Regions from separate parts of the Mus musculus genome. Here region 2 is linked to region 1. A link is a contact called in public promoter capture Hi-C data. All regions are on one chromosome and are shown on one strand. Each heading gives the region's core, a stretch centred on a gene start, on an enhancer-like site or on the middle of the called end of the contact. The rest is flanking DNA. Distances are from core to core; before and after follow the strand shown.

What was found. Promoter capture Hi-C pulls out the DNA fragments that hold promoters and counts their contacts.
Region 2: a contact with region 1 is called in a promoter capture Hi-C map of hippocampal neurons, with 2.3 times the contacts expected there. The contact joins the enhancer-like site here to the promoter of Slc28a3 in region 1. A contact is called at or near these places in 9 of 39 promoter capture datasets (the 3T3-L1 cell line, 3T3-L1-derived adipocytes, the C10 cell line and 4 more), 1 of 115 datasets of contacts at active chromatin or transcription factors (embryonic stem cells) and 1 of 9 other capture datasets (embryonic stem cells).

The regions. Positions count from the first base shown.
Region 1 is chr13:58,608,758-58,614,142 of GRCm38.p6, reverse strand. Slc28a3 (solute carrier family 28 (sodium-coupled nucleoside transporter), member 3) reads left to right here and starts at 3,266. Exons shown (of 18, transcript NM_022317.3): 1 at 3,266-3,446. The coding sequence starts at 3,336.
Region 2 is chr13:59,643,972-59,649,356 of GRCm38.p6, reverse strand. It overlaps Golm1 (golgi membrane protein 1), which reads left to right. Exons shown (of 10, transcript NM_001035122.2): 6 at 4,135-4,264. Among named protein-coding and RNA genes, the nearest start is that of Golm1, 29 kb to the left of the region's middle. Within about 2 kb of position 2,491, at least 55 of the 459 cell types and tissues checked have an H3K27ac peak or open chromatin away from gene starts, as enhancers often do. A contact at or near this core is called in embryonic stem cells and hippocampal neurons, where this site is marked.

The sequences.
Region 1 (5,385 bases), core at 2,017-4,516:
GATAATGTGTGACGGACTAAGAGTCTCTCCAGAGGGCGGCAGAGGTAGCAAGAGCTCCAGGATAGCACCTGACAGCATCACTGTACATGCATTGCACACAGCAGCCTTAATTTACGTCTTCTCCCTTTCAAAATGCAGGGCAGTGGTGGCGCACGCCTTTAATCCTAGCACTTGGGAGGCAGAGGCAGGCAGATTTCTGTGTTTGAAACCAGCCTGCTCTACAGACTGAGTTCCAGGACATCCAGGGTTATAGAGAAAAGCCCTATCTTGAAAACAACCAAAAAAAAAAAAATGTCATTGTACAAAAAGCCCAGTATGGCATGCACAGGGCAGGAGGAGGTGTGTGCTTTCATAGTTTTGCTCTTGCACTTTCAGCGAGTACAAACATTGATTTCAATGAATACACAGGGATCTGAACAATGAACACTCAGCCATCTGAGGCGAAGGGTATAGTTACCAGCTTAGTAAAATGCCCATTGCTTTGGTGTTTACATGGTGCTTTTAAGGTTCAAAAATGAGACTGAGGCTGCTGGGGGCAGGGGGAGTGTATGTACACCTTGAGTCCCAACACAGAGGCAGTCAGATCTCTGAGTTGGAGGCCAGCCTGGTCTACATAGTGAGTTCCAGGACAGCCAGGGCTACACAGAGAAACCCTGTGTTGAAAAAAACAAACAAACAAACAAACAAAAATGAGATTTGGGGACTCCAAGAAGAAAACGGCCCAGAGGAGTTGGGAGACACAGCTACTTCTAACAAATCAGGACTTGAAATCACTCTAGATGATATAAAATCCAGTCCTGGGAAAGAGGAAAGAATTTTCACCTCTTTTTTCTGATTGAATGGCTTGTTTCCAGATTGAGAGCGATAAGCCACATGTAGTTCATAGCAAGGGACCACCATCGTTTCTGATAGACCCATAACTCCAGTCAGCTCTGGTGTTTCATAACAAGCTGGACTCCCATTGGTTCTGAGAGCTTTATCTCCACAGGCTGCAGGTTTCATATAAGATCAACCTGTAGTCTGGATGTGACCATCTGGGGCATCTTAGGGTCAAAGTTATATGTGCAGCTGCCTCGGGTATCAAGTTTTTATGGTGAGGTTGGAGAATGGGAAAGAGTAATTACTGTGTGTATCTTTGTGTGGGGGTGGAGAGAGGTGAGATGGAGTCTGAGTTGAATTCACAATCCTCTACTCTCTCTGAGGTGTACCCCATCATATCTAGCATACCATATCTTTAAAGATTTATTTATTTACTATGTATACAGTGTTCTGCTTACATGTATGCCTACACACCAGAAGAGGGCACCAGATCTCATTATATATGGTTGTGGTTTGCTGGGAATTGAACTCAGGACCTCTGAAAGAGCAGCCAGTGCTCTTAACCTCTGAGCCATCTCTCCAGCCCCACACCATATCTTATAATCAGACCTTAGAGTCCTCTCCGTTCCCAGGTGATAGGCTCAAAAATAACCACGTACTGTATCTTTAGCCAATGGGTAGAAAACACACTGGGTTATGGCTTACTGTCCCAGGCTGGGGATTGAAGCAGGGTCTGTTGCTAGCTCCAAGACTGTAGCATTTACTGGCAGCTGCAAGAATGTGAGCTGTCAGTCAAGTTTCTGTAATTACAGTAAAGCAACCAGAAGCAATGCATAAGCAAACGGGCATGCTTGTATAACAGTCGAATTATTTCCGACACTAGAATTTGACATTAAAAAAGACTTCATCATTACATGTGTGTGTGGGGGTATCCTAGTGCTACAGTGCCAAAGGTCAGGGGTTGATTCTCTCCTTCCACCATTCTCAACACAAAACTTGGGCCTTCAGGCTTGCTTCCCAACCTGATTTTTTTTTTTCCTAAGTCAGAGTCTTATCATTGGCCCTGGCTAGCTGAGACTCACCATCTAGACCACGCTGGTCTCAAGCTTGTTGCAGCCCTGTCTCTGCCTCTGAGCGCGCCATTGCCACACCCAGCCTTAAATTGGAATTTCATGTGACTTTCATGTGACAGAAAATATCCTTCCCTGTGTGCAATAGAAAGTACAAGGGAAAGCTAACTGGAGGAGGAAGAATGAGAATCAGCTGGAGGTGGGAGGGCAACGAGGCTGTGGGGGAGGGGAATCAACCAGAACACGCTAGGACAAATGCATATGAAGATGCCATGGTAAAGCCCATCACTTTTGTATTACGGTCTGAAAACATTAATTTAATGTTTTTTTAAAAATGAAGTATTCTTCCCTTTATTTTTTTTTAATTTATCCAATAACCTAAAACACACTCAAGCCATATAAAAATGGGTAGTGGGTTGGATTAAGCTTGTATGTTGTAGTTTGATGACTTGGAACAGGGTAAACCCTATTTGAACCCACACGATAGGTTCTGATAAGTCTGTGTTATCCGGGGTCTAGTAGTGAAAATAAAGGCCATGAGCTTCATTAAGAAATCAGCAAAAAACAATGGTCACTTTAGCAACTATTCATAAAATCATCACCCAGATAAGGCCTGTAGGAAGAGGGGTTCCCCTACTTTCATGTCTATTGTCTCCCAGTATCAAACTTTATCATTCTAGTTCTTCACTAATGAGAAGCTACATGACCATAATGAAGAAGGAGAAGAAGAAGAAGAACAAGAAGAAGAAGGAGGAGGAGGAGGAGGAGGAGGAGGAGGAGGAGGAGGAGGAGGAGGAGGAAGAGGAAGAGGAAGAGTGAGGAGGAGGAGGAGTGAGGAGAACAAGACGAAGAAGGAGCTATACAGTGAGTGTGTGGTTCATTTAAAATACTAAGAAGTATACATAAGGGAGTGAACAGTCTCCTTCCACGCGTGGCCAGCCCATCTCTGCAATTCTGTTCTTGGGGTTTGGAGATCCTCGGGGTAAAGTGGGGGGGGGGGCAGTGAAAAGCTCTGCAGGCCAGACCTGCACCTGATTCTCATCCTTTTATTGTCTTTCCCCGTATCTCAAGTTTCCCCAGGCGGAATACGAAGTCATGCATACTGTATCTTCCACATGTCTGGCGTAGATGCAGCAACACCTGCCTAGCCCCCAACACCGTCCACAGGAAGTAGGCGATTTTGCAAAGGACTACAGAGAAAACGGCGGGTTCCCGTTTGTGATGAGAAATCTATGCTGAGCATCCCTGGAAAGAGGAATGGGGTGGGCGTGCTCAAAAAGAGGCCTCACCCCGCCCTTCTGCCCGCCCCTCCTGCTCCACCTCAACCAGGTTCCAGCCCAAGTCATTTAAAAGGTTATTGGAAAGGTTTCCAAACTGAGGTAGCAGCAGGTGGCCCTCTGACATAGCAGAGGTGGTGCTTGCTCTCTCTCTGTCTCTGAGCAGAGGATGTCCAGGGCAGACCCGGGAAAGAATTCCGAGCCCAGTGAGAGCAAGATGAGCCTGGAGCTGAGGCCAACAGCCCCCAGCGACCTGGGCCGCAGCAATGAAGCCTTTCAGGTGAGCAGGGCTAAAGGGGACCAAATAACCCGCTGTTGTGAGAGAAGTAAGGAGAGTAGTTAAGAGAGCCTAGCAGAGCCGTGGGCTCCCTGCGGTGCAGCAAGAATGTTAATTCTTTTATGGGTACGCTTTAAGCCCTTTTTTTTTTCTTCCAACTTGGACTCGTCTGGGTTGGTAAACCTGAAAAGTCTCTTTCAAAGTCTAGTCTTGATCTGGACTGCCCTCCTCACTCCGGAAACAAGCTGCCTTCCTCTCCCTTCCTTGCCCCTGGACTCACAAACAAGTTTCAGGATTTATCCTCAGGTTCCTTCTCCAAGACCTGGGCAGGGGAGAGCAGGCACCTCAGCCCAGGTGGAATGGAGCCAGGATGGCCTACTTATGCAAAGCATATCGTCAGCCACGACTGCCTAGTATCGGGGCTGGGTGCCACAGGTGGCCCGTGAGGGAGGCCGGTCCCTGAGCTGTAATACCCCGCCTGCCAGGAACCTGGATTTGAGTTGCTCCTTATTTGACATGCAACACGAGAGTTTTGAAAAGACAGGGAAGGCTCAGTTACCCTTGGGTTTCCTGGGCACTTAATGGGCAGAACATAATTTTTAAATAATAACACAAGTGGCAGGCAAAAGTGCCTGCATAAACCTCGTCTCCTCCCCCACTACTGGCCTTTAGTCACAACGGTGCCCAGCCCATAGTTTATAGGTATAAGGAAATTAAACTGATAAAAGACAAGTTGATGGGAAGGGGGTGGGGGAGCGTGTAATCTCTACCAGCGTTTTAAATTTCACATGCATTGTGTCTCAGAAAAAAAAGAGGCAGCGTGTCCACAGGAGTCAACTCCAGGGCATATACACGGTACCGTTTATGTGTAGTGTGCACAGTACCGTTTATGTGTAGTGTGGAGAGCCAAGAGAGCCAAGACAAGAGGCTGGGGCTTTAGGGTCCCAATAAATGAATGCAAAATGATTAGAATGTTTGGAGAGTTAGTAGAAGTCAAGGGTCATTGTCTCCAGGTTTATTTGTGCAGACTTGTCTCGGAACCGTGCCTGCTGACACCTCTTCCCTGAGTGCAGGATGGAAGGGAAATCTGTGGGCTTCATTAGGAAGACCAGGAGGGTGGAGGCTGCTTTCGCTTCAATGTCTTCAGCTCAACACATTCTAATGTGACACTGGCCTACTTGGAATCTGACGTAGCCTGACTCCCCTCATAAGCATGAGGAAGGGAGGGAGCACCTCAGACTTGAGAGCTGCCATTCAGAAGAGAGCCAGGGTTGGTGTAGGAGACAGTCAAAGTGAACAGTCAAAGTGGAAGTGGTTTAGGGGCGAAGGGGATCTGAGGAGGTCTTTGTCACCCAGCAACTGGCCGCACAGACAGAATGTGCAGTCGGGATTCCATTTATTTAAACCCTGTTGCTCTATCCCAGCAGGACATAGCCAGGTTTCGGTGTTCTTAGCTGGTAAGCCAAGTCCAGCCGTCTACCACTGCCCAGACACCATCCTGGCAAACAGAGTTCAAGCTACTCTTTCTTGTTTTACCAGAGCTTTGTAAACTTGAATTTATTGGGCAGACTCATTAGGTGCCCCCCTTACTATGACGGCCCGCACTAAGAGGGAATGGGGGTCGGTTCAAGGAGACAGCCATAGCTTCTGCCCTCAAGAAACAGAGCAGGGCAGTAATCCACAGGAAGATACAGCAGAAAATGATGATCACTGTGGAGTTGGAGCTGAACCCACTGGGGAGCCATGAGGGTACCGTGGTGTAGTGAGACTTCAGGTGGGGCTGCCTGCTGAGCAGAGGAGGGGTCAGTGGAGCAAGAGAGGCAGTAGGCTTCATAGGCTTAGGGGTATAAGAGAGAGTGACGTGCCTGCAGTGGGGGTGGGGCAGGCGTGCAGGGTGAGGAGGAGAGTGGTGCCCCCCCCCACACAATGTGAACCATATGAG
Region 2 (5,385 bases), core at 1,242-3,741, 1.0 Mb before region 1:
CGCACACACACACACACACACACAAGCAGGCCTCAGCAGGGCCTGGATTGTCACTATACCATAACATTTATGTATCATAAACTAAAGCACAGTTGTACCGCTTTGGCAATCTGAACACGTTAAAAATGTCAGGTGTGAACTGGAGGCGTGGCTCAGGTTGAGAGCACTGGCTGCTCTAGCAGAGTGCCCGGGTTCAGTTCTCAGCACCCATGTGGTAGCTAACGAACGTCTGTAACTCCATTTCCAAGTGACCTGATACCCTCTTCAGACTTCTGTGGGCTCCTGCACACACATGGTGAGCGTGTGTACACTCAGGTGTACACATACATGTAAAAATAAGTATTTTTCTCAATGTCAAGCATGAGCCAAATAAATGCCTAGAACACTGTGGTGAGATATTGATAGGCTCTTGCTGGATGGTGGTGTGGCAGCCTTGAGGATTTTCCACATTTTACAGTGAGATTGGAGGAGTTTGATCAACACTGAAGCTTTAAAGGGTAGGCCATGCCCAGCAGGAAAACAGCAGAGGACAGATTGCAGGGAGGAGCCTCCAGCCGCCGTCTGTTTAGTTTTCCACCAGTTTAAAGGACAGTGATCCAGGGAAGCTTATGGAAGGAATCACAGCCCAGCCCTGGAGCTGCTGCCCTTTCCCACATTGACTTCTAGTCCATGCTTGTCTGCAGGACTGCAGTCACTTGCTGGTTTGTATTTTCTCACGTACTTGCCTCATACATACGCAGTTCGTATAGCCACGAGGTGTTTCATCATTTAAAAGGTACTTGGGCTTTTATCCTTCTACAAGACAGCATGGGTTTAGCTTGTCACTAGATGTACATTGCTAAATTCCTTGATTTCTTCTGTTTGATCTTGCAATGGGTCTCCCTGGGTAGCTCAGCCTGGCTGGAACTCATCATCTTTCCCCTACCCAAGTGCTGGGATCACTATACAGTACTTCCTAACGGCTTCCTAAAAGTTAAGCAGGCTGTGCAGTCCCCATCGACTGGGAATAGTTGCCTCATGCATACCAGCCTTGCAGCATCCCCATGATCTTTTGAAATACCAGCGACTTGCCTTATTTCTTCCTGGCTACTTCAAACCCCAACACTACAGAAAGCGTGACTTCTGGAGCGCATTCATGTGTTGCACAGTAGCTGGGTGTCGCTGAGCACTGCACCAGTGGGCAGGGACTCTGTATAAACACTGGGGTGGCTGCAGTCTCACTTTTCCTGGCTTTTCTCTGGGCCAAGCAAGACGTTGTCATATCTTACATGCATGACCATTGCTGTTGTGACTATAACTGCAGATGACATGAGCAGACATTCAGCATCAGGAGTCATGACTGACTGGACTGTGAGACTGTGCTGACCTCGTGCCTATCCCTTCAGAGAGAGGCAGTATCTAGAGATGGCTTACTCAGACTTGAGGGAGACTGCTACTGGAATTTGGTGAATAGAGACTAAGGCACTGTCAAATATTCACACTGCCAAGGCAGCTTCCCTCAACCAATTTGTGTCTAGCCCCAAACATTCACAGTGAGCCTCGGAAACTGAGCTAGTGAGGTTGAAATATTGCATACAGATCGGTGTCAAATGCCGTAGTCTTACAGCCTCCAAAAGCCCCTTGCAGCCAGCACTTCCCCCTGTTCAGTAGTCTCACTTGGTTGGTGTTGACAAATCGGAAGTCAGCCATGGGCCAAGAGAGATGCCTGTGTTTGAGCACAGGCAGTGGTAGTGGTGCTGCCCTGGGTTGCAGTTTGAAATCGGTCTTCCTGTGTAGCCCAAACTAGCCTCAAGTTTGTATAGCTCAGACTAGCTGGAACTTGTGACCTTTCTCCCACCCAAGTGCTCAGATCACTTACCGTACTTCCTAATGGCTTCCTTGGAGACACTTGTTTCTAAGACATGAGCAGCTTCGATAGTAGGTCTTTCTGGCTAACAGTGTCTGCCTCACAGGTTGTGCTTAAGGACCCTTCTGCAGATGCAGGAAGCTCTCAGAGGTAATGGCCAGAGACTGATGGAAGCTAGGGATAGCTGTCCTTAAATGTCTGTGATCTAGAGACAAGATGTAAGCATGTTGTTAGCAAATTTGTAACGTGCATAAAATGTTGCTCCCCTCCAGGCATGCATGCCTGCACAGACCTCTGTCAGTCTCCAGGAATGCTGAGGTAGCCACAAGTGGAGGCGAAGGCTTTCTCCCCTCCACTCGCACAAGTTAGTGTCTTTCTGGGAATCAGCAGGCATCCCACGTGACTGTTCTTCCTGGCACACACAACTGAGTGATTACTGCACTCATCAACGCAGCCTTCCTTGCCTTTTTGATCTCTGAGCACTCTGGCTCATCTTCACACTATGAGGGAGCAGCTGGCAAATGCCTGGTCCTGTGTGACACCGTCACCGTGGCCAAAATCTGCACTGTCCTGAGTGCCATTCATGGCCTAGGGTTGTGCATCACTAGAGTTTAGCCAGTTAATCCCCGAGGACCTGCTTTGTGCACAGACATGAAAGAGCCAGCCCCGGACCTCCCAGGAGTTAGCGCTGACCTAGTGTACATTGTCTCAGGATCTAGGCCTTCCTTACGCTGAGCAGTCTGTTCATTTCCCCTGCTGCTTTTGAGATGGAATGTGGGGGCGTGGGCAGATACTGCTGCATTCCTGAGAGGTGGAGGGGGGCCCTCCCTGCTTACTTCTGCAGAATCAAAAGCAAGTGAAGGTGGAAATTCCTCTTCCTAGGCATAAAGGTTCAGGAGTAGAGCATGGCCTGCGGTTAGTTCCTCAGATAGCTAAGTTTCTTCACTCGCTGAGTCCTAGCCCCTTTATGTTCGTCTACCACCTGTGGCTTTGACTGACCCTGGCAAGTTTTTCAGTGACATTTTTTTTTTTTTTGCTTATTCCTTATCTGTCCAAGTTTCGAGCTATCACACGATTGTCTTCTGTGTGTGGGATGTCATGATCCAATGATGCTTTGCATTGCCAGAGGAGATGCTCCAAGTTACGGACTGAGGCTCCAGAGTGCTTCTAACTCAGGCAGGCTGCCCAGTGTGGCCCCTGCAGTCTTCTGGAAACTTGAGTCTTTCGGCTCTGGCTACAGCAGGCAACAGAGCACCTCTTAGCTTCCCCATTTTCTAAGCAAGTGGTTCCAGCTCTGCCTCTGCCCTTTGATGGGATGTTCTCACATTCCAGGTGGAAGGCAGTGCAAGCCTGCAGTGCACACCTCAGTTGAAGGTCTTTGATAGCCAGCTGTCCTCTAGTCAGTCTTGATGCTGTCCAGAGTTCATTCACATGCCACAGGTTGAAGGACTAAGAGTTCCTAAGACTGTTCCACAAGCCACTCACAAGTCCTGAGTGTCCTGTCCCCCAGCCAGCCACACACTAGAGAGTTTACAAATTCAAGGCTACCCGATGTATGCCTTGGTAATTCACCACAGCCACTCACAGAGCAGAGGACAGCTCTCTTTACTCTCAGAGTTTCATTACATAGGGTGCCATGGGAAAACAGCCACCAATAGTTACAGGGCAAGGTCTGAGGAGGCAGAACTTATATTTCTATTGGAATCAAGGAATCCGAGATTCTGTATTTTTACCAGCCAAGAAGCTGTCAAAGCTCAAGGTCCAGAGGTGGTAGCTGAGGTTGGTATGCAGGCGATGATTGATGACGTCATTGGCCATGTGCTCAAGCCCCATCTCCTGGCCCCTTCACCTCCTCTAGGAGGTGGAGCTGAGTATTTCAATCCCTATCCTGAAAGGTTCAGCACCCCAGCACCCCACCCCATGAGCCATCTTATCAACATCACTACATGTCTGGTCCAAGGAGCCCATGGATAAAGATGCTCTGAACACCAGGAAATCACAAGGGTTTCAGGAACTTGTATCGGTAGGCAGCGGTTTTTGATATAGAGAGAAGGGGGGAGGGGGTTGTTTAACGGAACATTAACGAGTCTAGAGTATGGTACCAGCAGGTTTCTTCTGTCATTGAATGGTTGCAGATGGACACTTGCCCTGGTAGTTCTCTTTCAGACCTCATCCTGGGTGGGAAAGGGCTGTTCTGTCTCCTGCTGCAGGGGACGGACTGTGGGCATGGGATCAGGGAGTGCGTGCTTGGGGCATCCACCACACAGCCTTCCATTCGCCTTCACCAGGAACCAGTGTATCAGCCAGATGACCGAGGTGAAGGAACAGTGTGACGAGCGGATAGAGGAGGTCATCAGAAAGCGAAACGAAGCACCGGGTTCCAGAGACCTGGCTGAAACCAACAACCAACATCAGCAGGTAATCTGGGCCTGCTCTGGCCTGGGCATCCAGGAGGTGCCCTCGGCTCTCCTTACCATTTTGTCCTGTTTGTTTGGTTCTCTGTGGTACAACAGAGCAAAGCTTGGTGCCAGGATGTTCTTGTATGCTGGCCCCCAAGCTCAGAGCATTGTCCTTTAAAGTCTCAGCCCCTGTGGAAGAAGTTTGATGCTGTCTAGCTTGAGCACACTAATGATCACACTAGGTCACAATGTTAAATTCTGTGGCCAAGGTCAGCCTGGTCAATATTACCTGTAAGAATATTCCCACTTTCTTCTGATAATTAGAGCATTATCTTTTCTTGTTCTTTCTTTCTTTCTTTCTTTCTTTCTTTCTTTCTTTCTTTCTTTCTTTCTTTCTTTTTAAAGATTTATTTATTTATTATATGTGAGTACACTGTAGCTGCCTTCAGACACACCAGAAGAGGGCATCAGATCCCATTACAGATAGTTGTGAGCCACCCTGTGGTTGCTGGGATTTGAACTCAGGACCTCCAGAAGAGCAGTTAGTGCTCTTGACCGCTGAGCCATCTCTCCAGCCCAGAGCATTATCTTTTCAAAGAATGAGCTTTTGCTTTCACTGATTTTTCTGTTGATTTTTTTTTTTCATTTTAGTTAAGTTATAAGCTAATTCATATATCTTTTCTTCTACTACTTTGACTTTGGATTTAATTGGCTAATTTGTTCCATAGCTTTTGAAGGTATAGTCTTGATTCTTGGATACAGATCTTCCTTTCTCAGGCATGCATTTAGTGCTACAAATATCATTTTAAAAAGCATTGCTTTTACTGCAGCCTATACATGCTAGCAAATTGTCATTTATATTTACCAAGACATTTTTATTTTATTTATCTATATTTTATTTTAACTTTTTGAGGCAGAGTCTCATATAGATCTGTCTGTATGATCAGACAGTCTATATAGATCTGTCTGTCCTGGAACTCACTATGTAGACCAGGCTGGCCTCAAACTCATAGAGATCCATCTGCCTCTGCCTCCCAACAGCTGGGGTTAAGGGCATGATCAAATTATTTTTAAAATAAGACTTTTACTTTAAAAGCTGTGTGTTATTTAAAAGTATGGGTCTTAAGCTCCACTCATTTA